2 separate regions of the Rattus norvegicus genome follow, and region 1 is linked to region 2. Evidence: chromatin contacts called from public Hi-C data. All regions are on one chromosome and are shown on one strand. Each heading gives the region's core, a stretch centred on a gene start, on an enhancer-like site or on the middle of the called end of the contact. The rest is flanking DNA. Distances are from core to core; before and after follow the strand shown. Region 1 has its middle 14 kb from the start of Tmem247. Region 2 has its middle 68 kb from the start of Epcam.

Evidence for each region. Hi-C and Micro-C count contacts between places; a contact is called where the count stands out from the background.
Region 1: a contact with region 2 is called in a Hi-C map of Schwann cells, with 18 times the contacts expected there. The contact joins two enhancer-like sites. A contact is called at or near these places in 2 of 12 Hi-C or Micro-C datasets (the A7r5 cell line and Schwann cells).

What each region holds. Positions count from the first base shown.
Region 1 is chr6:13,465,468-13,470,815 of GRCr8, reverse strand. No RefSeq gene overlaps it. Among named protein-coding and RNA genes, the nearest start is that of Tmem247, 14 kb to the right of the region's middle. Within about 2 kb of position 2,270, at least 47 of the 93 cell types and tissues checked have an H3K27ac peak or open chromatin away from gene starts, as enhancers often do. A contact at or near this core is called in Schwann cells, where this site is marked.
Region 2 is chr6:12,715,353-12,720,881 of GRCr8, reverse strand. No RefSeq gene overlaps it. Among named protein-coding and RNA genes, the nearest start is that of Epcam, 68 kb to the right of the region's middle. Within about 2 kb of position 2,486, at least 36 of the 93 cell types and tissues checked have an H3K27ac peak or open chromatin away from gene starts, as enhancers often do. A contact at or near this core is called in Schwann cells, where this site is marked.

The sequences.
Region 1 (5,348 bases), core at 1,021-3,520, 750 kb before region 2:
GTGCATGCAGTCAGGGTGCTGAGTGGCCCCTGAAGGAACAAGAGCCCAGAGTGGGAGAGGAAGCCACGGAAAGGTCCTGTCTGGCTATAGGCTCTGCTTTGCTCCTTACACAAGTGACCACATGAATAAGATCCCTTTGTGGGCACATTAGGGGCTGAGCCTTCTGGCCACACCAGGATTTCCACAGGACTCCCTCTGTGACTTCCTAGATACCAAGGTCCTTCTCATCTCCCAGGGGCCTGTGTCAATTTTTCCTGCAGGCTGTGGTTGACATCTGTCCCCAGGTACCTTCTTAATCTCCCTGTCATCCACTGTTGCCCAGAACTGACAACTCCTAAATGGTTCCCTTCCCCCTGGATTTTCCCATTCCACTCTAATTTAAGCCACATTAATTCTCCAAATACTTATTTCCACACAGCCAAGTAGTTCCTTCCCCAAGGGCAATGACCATAGCTCTGTTACCACAGATGCTGCTCTTCATGGCACCCTATACACACACACACACACACACACACACACACACACACACACCACACACCACACACCCACACATACACACACACCACACACACACACACCACACACCACACACATACACACACCACACACACACCATATACATAGACATACACCACACACACCACACACACACACACACCACACACACACACACCACACACACACACACCACACACACACCATACACATACACATACACCACACACACACACACCACACACCATACACACACACATACACACACACCATATACATAGACATACACCACACACACCACACACACACACCACACACACACACACCATATACATAGACATACACCACACACACACACCACACACACACACCACACACACACACCATACACACACACATACACACACACCACACACACACCATACACGTACACCACACACACACCATACACACACACCACACACACACACCACACACACCACACACACACCATACACATACACATACACCCACCATACACACACCACACACACACCATACACATACACATACACCCACCATACACACACACCACACACCACACACACACACACCATACACACACACCATACACACACACCATACACACACACCATACACACACACATACACACACACCACACACACACCATACACATACACCACACACACACCATACACACACACCACATACACACACCACACACACCACACACACACCATACACATACACATACACCCACCATACACACACCACACACACACCATACACATACACATACACCCACCATACACACACACCACACACCACACACACACACCATACACACACATACCACACACACACACCATACACATACATACACACACACCATACACACACACACCACACACACCATATACATAGACATACACCACACACACCACACACACACACACCACACACACACACCACACACACACACTACACACACCACACACACACACCACACACACACACCATACACACACACACCACACACACCATACACACACACCACACATACACACACATACACACAACACACACACACACACACACACACACACACAGCTCTTGTATAAGCTGGAAAGCTGTGCCTCCCGACACCTAGAGATGTCTCACAGACCTCTCCCTGGCATTGTGCCTCTGTCCCCCCATTTCCCACCTGACACACCCTCCACCCCATCCTCTCCTTCCCACTAAGAGACCTGGCCCCCTTAATGTATACTCATTTGTCGTCTCTGCTGTCTCTGCACCCCCAGTGACCAGATGACAGGTAGATGTCAGCATCCCCATTCCTCTGGAGTAGAAACTTCCTACTGAGCTAAAAAGTTCTATCTCCCTCCTGTACAGCAATGAGTCCTCAGGCCAGCAGCATCCTCCGGCATTGTGCCTTCAATGAGAGGCAGAAGTACCAGGGTTCTGGGAAGCAGGAGGATAAAATAGGCAGAGAGGGACAGGGAGGGGAGGGGAGAGGGAGAGGGAGAAGGAGAGGGAGAGGGAGAGAGAGAGAAAACAGGCTACATTGGGGTGTCATTCACTCTTGATCCAAAAACCTGAGAAAAAGGCTTTCCAGTCAGCTAGGAAAAACAAACAAAGCCAGAATGGGGTCATCTGGAGGAAGAAGCCAGCCTAGCAGCTACCATACAATCAGAACCAAGTGGCCTCATGGATACAGCCCTGACACCATGCCGTGGAAACCTGAGGGGGCAGTGTTGCTGGTGTCCTGGGAGGAACTCTGTATTTCTATGTTATCGGCTGGGGGAGGCCTACAGCATTTGTTGGACTCTTCAGGCAAACACAGTGGCCAGATCTTCGAAACAGGACGCCTTTGTCCATGACTGACACCCTGGCCTAGAGCCCAGCTCTGCTTCAGGGGAGGATTTAGGTCACAAGAAAATGGGGGTGGGGTGGAGGGTGGCTGTAGCCTTAGAAATCTGTGTAAAAATTGGGGAGGCACTTCACCCCTTCCCAGGGTCACACCCTTGCCCTGTCTGACCTTACTTTGCATCACGCTGACTTTGAAGACACAGCATTGGATGGCCTCCTCAACCTCTTTTAAAAGCTATTTGGCAAATTCCCACCTGGCTGGAACCTCCCCCATCGATCTGTTACCTCTTTCTAGTCAGCTCAAATCATTGTGTAAAGCTTTCCCAACCTCCGTTCAGTATAAAGACCCGTGCAAACATGACCGGGAAGCCCCTGGAAGCCTCCAGTACACTGGAGAGTCACCAAGGACCACAAACTCGGACTGCTTTCCAAAGCCAGAGAGCATCTCAGACAAGGATGGTGCCCTGGCCTGCCGATGCTCCCCGGCTGTTTTGGCTTTAGAGAAAAGCTGCTGAAGATGTGAAAGCGGCTCTTGAAGAACGACCCAGTCACACCTGCTGTGATCTTTCCACTTCGGCTGCCCTTTCTAAACTGCTCCTTTTCACAGAGGTCAGCCCGAAGCCCTGCCTCCGAGGCCAGCCCTTATCCTCCGCGCATATTTAAAAGCGTTGGCAAACAGTTTTCCAACCCCTGTCTCTTAAGAGATGAGCTAACCGCTCACTCAGGCCTGGCGCTGAGCTAATGAACTGCGTGCCTTCCTGTTGGCTTTGCTCGCCATCTTCTGGACCGAAAGCAGTATTGCTACCAAGGAAGGGGCGGGCCCGGACGCTCCAGGGCTTCTTAGAGCAAACCCAAACACAGAAGACCAAGAGGAACTGTTCCTGAATACCAAGAGAGCAAGATTGAGCCTCGTTTTCTACCGCAGAGCTGTGCTCAACCACACACTTATTTTCTTTTGAGAAATCACTTCTGGAGCACCTGGCCTTACACTTTAACAAGCATGTGGCTGAACACCTACTATGTGCTAGTGGCCTGCTCGGACTGTGACAAGTAGTCACTAAAACACGTGTGCAAGTAAGCTGTGTCAGCACCCCTGAGCTGCAAGGAGCACGTGTCAAAGTCAGGGTTGAGCATAGTCTCTGCAGATTATTTTTACCGCCACTCTCGTGAACCCAGTATGAGAAAAGCAGGTTCCTCATGAGCTCCAGGGCTGGTCCCAAAGACACTGTACAGGTCTCAGCCCCAGTTCTCAGGGGAGCAGGTGGATGGAGAATGAGTCTAGAACCAGCGAACTTTGGAGACATCTGCGTAAGCCAAGGTGTTCCCTTTCCATTTACGGAGAGACTCTTGGGCCTGCCTTATGCAACTGTGAATTGCAAGTTGTTGTGGTAGGTGATTAATTCCACTCAAATCGTCCAGGCAGCCAAGGCAGCATGAGTTCCTGGCTACCTGCCCCAACCTTCTGGAGTCCCAAATGAAAGACACACACACACAGCATTGTGTTTAATATGCCTTAATCAGCTTAATGGCTGGGTCACTCCCAAACATCCATATGGCTAACACCTCCCTTCTGATACTCCCGAGTTATTACTTGCTAAAATCTATATTCCATCACTGTTGACCTAAACAGTGTGTGTGCGTGTGTGTGTGCACATGTGTGTGTGCATGTGTGCATGTGTGCGTGTGCATGTGTGTGTATGTACGTGTATGTGCATGTGTGTGTGCGTGCATGCACGTGTGCATGTATGTGCATGTGTGTGCATGTGTTCATGTGTGTGTGCATGTGGGGGGGGTGCTGCAGCCACTCTTCCCGGCTCTTACATGACTGCTATGCTATCTCTCTTCTGCACCCCTCAGGCCTGGTCTTTGTCCTCTCCTAACGTGCTGGTTCTCAACCCTCCTTCTTCCTTCTCTCTGTCCCACGACCCGCATATCCTGAAGTCCTGCCTCTGTCTCCCTGCCACCCATTGGCCACTAGCAACTTTATTTATCAATTAAACCTGACTGGAGGGGGTTGGGGATTTAGCTCAGTGGTAGAGCGCTTGCCTAGGAAGCGCAAGGCCCTGGGTTCGGTCCCCAGCTCCAAAAAAAAAAAAAAAAAAGAACCAAAAAAAAAAAAAAAAAAACCCTGACTGGAGGCAGGGACCCTTAGCATCCTATGTGCAGATTCTTGTGCAATTTTGGGAGCCCAATTAACATAACACAAGGATTAAACCAAACCCACAATGGCAAGTATCTATATAGCACAGTGGAGGACACACGTGAGCCTCTGGCTACACTCCCTGGGATTGGCTTCCTGAGAAGTGCCCCCCCCCCCCCGGGAAATGGTACCTTAGGGTTGACATCTGAAAGCAAAGCCAAGATTAAACTCCTGTGAATGCAGGTGAGACCCTCTTGTAAATGTAAGCCTTTGCTTATCTGTTTGAGACAGGGTCTTGAGTAGCCCAGGTTGGTCCCAGAGTCACTATACAGATAACTTTGAACTCTGGATTCTCTTGCCTTTGCCCACCCCTTTCAAGTGTTGGAATTATAGGCATGCCCTGCCCTGCCTGGCTTAGCATAGGCCATTTGATACCTGCAACGGGCAGAGGCATGTAAATCCAGAGCCGTTGTAGTTTAACCTGGTGGACAATTGTCTTGGGACACAAGCAACCATGTGGGAAGAATTCCTCTATCCCCAATAATCATCTCCCCCAAAATTCTACCTCTCCACTAAAACACTGTTGTTTGACTTAGGAGACCTCAGTTCTGGCACAGACGCAAATGTTCTGGTATGTGTTGTGCCCGTGTCATTATCGGCAGGTTCCGTGTCTGTGTGCTTCAGTCACACTGGATCTCCTTCCGGGTTGCAGCTCAGGCCAGCACCTTGGATTTCCTAGCAAGGACGTCAGAGCTGGATCCCGGATGGGCAATCGAAAGGACAGGACAGGGCCAGCGCTTGCAGAAAAGAAACCCAGGCTGAGTGCTCTCAGTATTGCCGAAC
Region 2 (5,529 bases), core at 1,237-3,736:
TAGGTGTTTCCACACCAGGCAGGTTTAGGAGGCTCAGGGAGATTCACAACAAGGAAAAGGAGGCCTAGTGAGAGGCAAGTTCTTGCCCAAGGGAAAACTGGTCCGTCAGGGAGAACCAGGAGTGATACTTCATTTTCCAACTCCCTTGGGTCTGTGATTGTTTTTGTCTTTCACACAGTACAAAGATAGCCTGTGATATTGGAAGAGACGCCCGGTCGGGCGTTTGTTAAGATATGCCATCAATAAAGGACGTATCAATCACTGAGGCTCAGTGCCCTGGGAGCGGTCTGCAGTGGGAATGGGCTGAGGCATTCTGCTTATGGGGCCCAATAAAATGACGGATAAATAATGAATAAGTAAGCTACCTCACTTGATAAGAAAAGTTTTTTCTCTCACAAATTGTATTTCACTTATTTATGTTTTCAAGACAGGGTTTCTCTGTGGAGCCCTGATTCTCTTTCCTGGAACTCGCTCTGTAGACCAGGCTACCCTCAAACGTAGAGATTCCCCTGTCTGTCTGCTTAGCGCTGTGGTCAAAGGCGTGCCCTACCACACCACCCTTTTTGGTTTGTATGATTTATTTTTATTGTTTTTATTTACGTATGAGTGTGTGTGTGATATATGTGTGTGTGAGTGTGTGTGTGATATGTGTGTGTGTGTGATACATGCGTGTGCTCACAGAGACAGTTGTGAACTGCCGAATGAATGAGGTGCTCTAACCTGGGTCCTGGGAAGGAGCAGCCAGGCCTCTTTTTTTTTTTTATGATTTTATTTTATTATTATCTTTTTATCTTATGTGTGTGTCTTACTTACATATATGTCTGTGTACATACATTCCTGCTACCCTCAGGTCCAGAGGAGGATGTTGGATCCTCTGTTACTAAAGTTACCATGTTAGAGATGGAAATAAAACCTAGTCCCGGGGTTGGGGATTTAGCTCAGTGGTAGAACGCTTGCCTAGCAAGCGCAAGGCCCTGGGTTCAGTCCCCAGCTCCAAAAAAACAAAACAAAACAAAAACAAAACAAAACAAAACAAAACAAAAAACCTAGTCCCTCTAGTAAAGTATTCAGTGCTCTTAACCACTGAGCCATCCTTCCAGACCCCCCCAAAATTTTAAATTACATTTTATTCATTGTGTTTGTGTATGTCTGCATGTGTATTTATGTGTCATATGTGTGTGACTGTGTGTGTGTCCGTGTGTATGTGTGTGTGAGTATGTGTGCATGTGTGTGTGTTTGAGTGTGTGTGTCTGTGTTTGAGTGTGTATGTGGTGTGTGTGTTTGAGTGTGTATGTGAGTGTATGTGTATGTGTGTGTGTTTGAGTGTGTGTGTCTGTGTTTGAGTGTGTGAGTGTGTGTGTCTGTGTTTGAGTGTGTGTGTGTTTGAGTGTGTGTGTCTGTGTTTGAGTATGTGAGTGTGTGTGTCTGTGTTTGAGTGTGTGTGTGTTTGAGTGTGTGTGTCTGTGTTTGAGTGTGTGAGTGTGTGTGTGTCTGTGTTTGAGTGTGTGAGTGTGTGTGTGTGTGTGATCATGTACTTGCTACTTCTTATATCAACTTGACACAAGCTAGGGTCATGTGGAAAGAAGAATCTTAATTGAAAAATGCCTCTATAGGATAGGCCTGTGTGCAAACCTGTGGTGGTTTTCTTGATTGATGATTGATGGGTGAGGGCCGGGCCCGCTGTGGGTGAGACCACCCCAGGGCTGCTGGTCCTGGATGCTGTAAGGAAGTGGGATGAGCAAACTATGAAGAGCAAGCCAGTAGGTAGCGTCCTTCCACAGCTTCTGCATCAGGCTTGGTGATTGACCACAGCCTCACACAAGCCCTGCCAACACCCAATCGCACAGCAATATACCAGAGAAGGGGAAGGGAAGGCTGGAGCAAAGTACCAGAGGGAACCCTCCCTTCCCCAGCCTCAGTGACTTCGGAGTAATGTCGTTGCACTAGGGGCCTGCGTGTGTGATGTTTGTATGTGTTTGCGTGTTTATTTGAGGTGTCAGGGATAACCTCAGGACTTTGCTTCATGCTAAGCAAGTGCTGTATCCTGAATAGCACCCACAGACCAGCCTCACATTCTCATGGGTAGGTACTGTGAGGCTTGGTGTGACCCATGGCGGGTTGTAGCTCACTCTGGGCCTATGTTGCTCCCAGGGGGAAAAAAAAAAACCGAAGTCACAAAAGATTCATCTCCTGAAGCTCCTGAAGGGCTGACTGACTGCCTTCCCACAGCCCACAGACTGTCCAAAGGTGTGTGTGTGTGTGTGTGAGAGAGAGAGAGAGAGAGAGAGAGAGAGAGACAGCAGCCACGTGTGTGGGAACCCAGAAGTCACCCTCCTCCTGTTCCTGTTTGACCACATCAGGGCTAAAGCCGACAGGCAAAGCTGGACTCCTCAAGCAAAAGGTTTCCCCTTCCAAGTCTACTCCGCACAACAGGCCTTTGTTGTTTGTTCTCCCTATGTGGGGACAAAAGCCCTTTCAGACTCTGTGGAATGTACCAGAAGTGTCATGAGAAGGGTTTGCTGGGCCCTGGCCTAGAATCCTGTAAGTCAGGGTAAGGAGCTGGCCCTTCTGCCTGAAGCCCCAGGTCCTGCCATGATTTCTCGGGGTAGGAATCCTTGCCTCCTCTACCTTCACTGGCAACTGCAACCCAGTCCTCACTGTGGCCTGGGAGCCTGCAGCCTGAGAAGGCCAGCCTGGGATAGCCTGGGAGCCTGCAGCCTGAGAAGGCCAGCCTGGTGCAAGGCACACGCTCATTTGACTGTCCCCGGTGAATGCGATATCACCCCTACACTGCGACTGCCTGACAGATCTGCAGAGGAAAGAAGACCTGGGTGGACAGTTTTCTGTGGCACTTGAAGATCGTGACAAACCGTGGTCCCACCCTTTATCATCGGGGCTGAACACTGTCACCCACAGTGTCACTCACGGAGCAAACAAAGCAAACCCACTTCAGTGGTCTTGTGGAAACAGCCCCCTTTTTCTCACTTTTTCTCTGCTGTGTCCATCCGAGGGGTTCCACTCTTGAGGAGCCAGGACCGGGCAGAGGGAAGGCCTCTGCCGGACTCCACATGGCTGCAGTCTGAGAGGACACTTCCAGGTTGCTCCCCCCCCCCCCCCCCCCCCGAGCTGGGGACCGAACCCAGGGCCTTGCGCTTGCTAGGCAAGTGCTCTACCACTGATCTAAATCCCCAACCCCCTACTCCTTTTCTAACCCAGGTCAGGCGACACCAGGGCACTGGAACCAGCCACAGTATTGAAGGTTGCTCTGCCTCCAAAATGCAGATGAGCCGGTGCAGGCTGACTTCCGGAACCAAGACCAGGGAGGGCGGTGGGAGACTGCATGTGCTTGAGAGCCATGTGCTGGTGGCAGCAAGGGCTCCAGCCCAGCAGTGCACACCGGCTCTCCAATCCTACAAGCGGGAGGGGGAAGGGGGAAGTGAAGGGTATGAGGATCAAGCTGGCTTTGTGTGTGATCTTGTTTAAACAAGTCTCTTATCAGAGCAGAATACGAAACTTTGCTCTTTCTTATTACCCCAGCTCCCTGGGGAATGGGTTTATGACTCTGAATTCCTGAAGGAGGATTAAATTGCCTCCTTACAGATAACAGCCCCAAATGGCCAGAGAGGCTACTAGAAAGAAATGGGGAGTAGGGATTCATGGTTGTCCTGTGGGAAGAGTCTCTGCTCTGGCCCCTGTGCCATGTTCTCTGTTCACAAACTGTACGCTGAATTCACGGTCAGGTGACATCTCACCACAGAGCAGCGTGATGGTGTGCTTTCGCTGTGCCTGGCTCCAAGGGCAGGTGCCAAGGACAGGGTAGGGTCACAAGGTGGCTTGCCAGGGCAACACAGTCCCTAGGTGGAGGGTGGTTGGCCGGGGAGGGGTGTACAGGAGACTGACTTCAAAAATCTATTGAGTCATTATTATGGGCCAGACGCTCTGTTTAGTTAGTGCCCTGGAAATACTTTAGAGAGGTGTCACACACTAAATGTGCAGTTACTGTCCTCCCATTTCACAGGGCGCGTTAGAGAATGACCAACCACAGAAAGACAAGGAGAAAAGCACAGTGTAGGAACAGGGGACAGGGGAGCTGTGCTCTGTGTTCTAACCCACTTCTAGGGGCTGCAGAAATGGCTGGGGGTTGAGAGCACTGACTGCTCTGATTGCAGAGGACCAGGGTTCAGTTCCTGAATCCACATGGAGGGCCTTGGCTCTCACAGCTGTCAGTGACTCCCTGGGATAGGTGCCTCATCTGATGACCTTCTTGGGCTCATGCACATATGCACACACACACACACACACACACACACACAAACACACACATACATACACAAACACACACACAAACATACATACACACACAAACATACACACACACAAACACACACAAACATATACACACACAAACACCATGCATACACACAAACATATATACACACAAACACACATACACACACAAACACACACACAAACATACATACACACACAAACAAACACACAAACACACACACACACACACACACACACCGTAACAACAACAACAAAGGTTGGCCAGCTGAAGCCTCTCAACTCAGCAGTACACTGGCCAAATTACCTGCTTGTCTCTTCTGTTTTCTCACTATGAAAACAGAAATTATTTCTAAAATGGTGGGTGGCGATGCTTGAATATAAAATGTCTAGCCCAGTGCCTGGAGCACAGTAACACACAAACTTTTATTATTTCCTGAGACTCTAGTTTTTGCCCTTCAGTTTGTTCCCACCGTAAAGGAGAAATGAACACAACACATCCTGAAATCCGACACCACCTTTCCTGGATACCACTAGCAAAAGTGACACTGATGTCAAAAACCCTTAAAGCGACAGTCATTAAAATAGCACTCAATCCGGGCACAATGAGTCATACATTATACTTCCTTGCACCTTGTCCTCGGCAAAATGGGAGGCCAAGGCAGGAGACTCACCTTTTCAGCTCAAGGGCTAGCTGACCTAGAGTGTGCTAGTCAGTGTGGGCTAACTAGTGAGTGTCACAATCAGGAGAGGCCCAATGTCAGAAACAAGGCAGAAAGCGAGAGCCATTAGTCACCCTTTGACCTCCACGTATGTGCTGTGATACTCATGGTCACACATGCAGATGTGCACATAAAATAATACATTTTAAAAAAGGAACTAGGGAGATGGCTCAGTGGATATAGCGCTTGTTGTACAAGCATGGGAATTTAGGTTTGTATCCCCAACACGCAGAGAAAAGCCAGATGTGTTAGCCCATCCCTATAGCCCCACCACTGATGGGTAGACGGTTGGATCCTGGGGACTCAGTGAATCCCTCTCGAAAAACCAAACAAAATAAAATAGGTCCGACACAACCTTCCTCTAGCATGATTAAACAGAATCTCAGAGACACAGATTCACTCGGTGGTAAGGAGCAGATGGACTTAAGCCCCAGCTACCAGACTTTACTACTCTCTGCTTAGACACTTGCAGGGCACAGAGGATATTTGAGACCAGGAAACTCCTCCCAGGGCCCAAAGT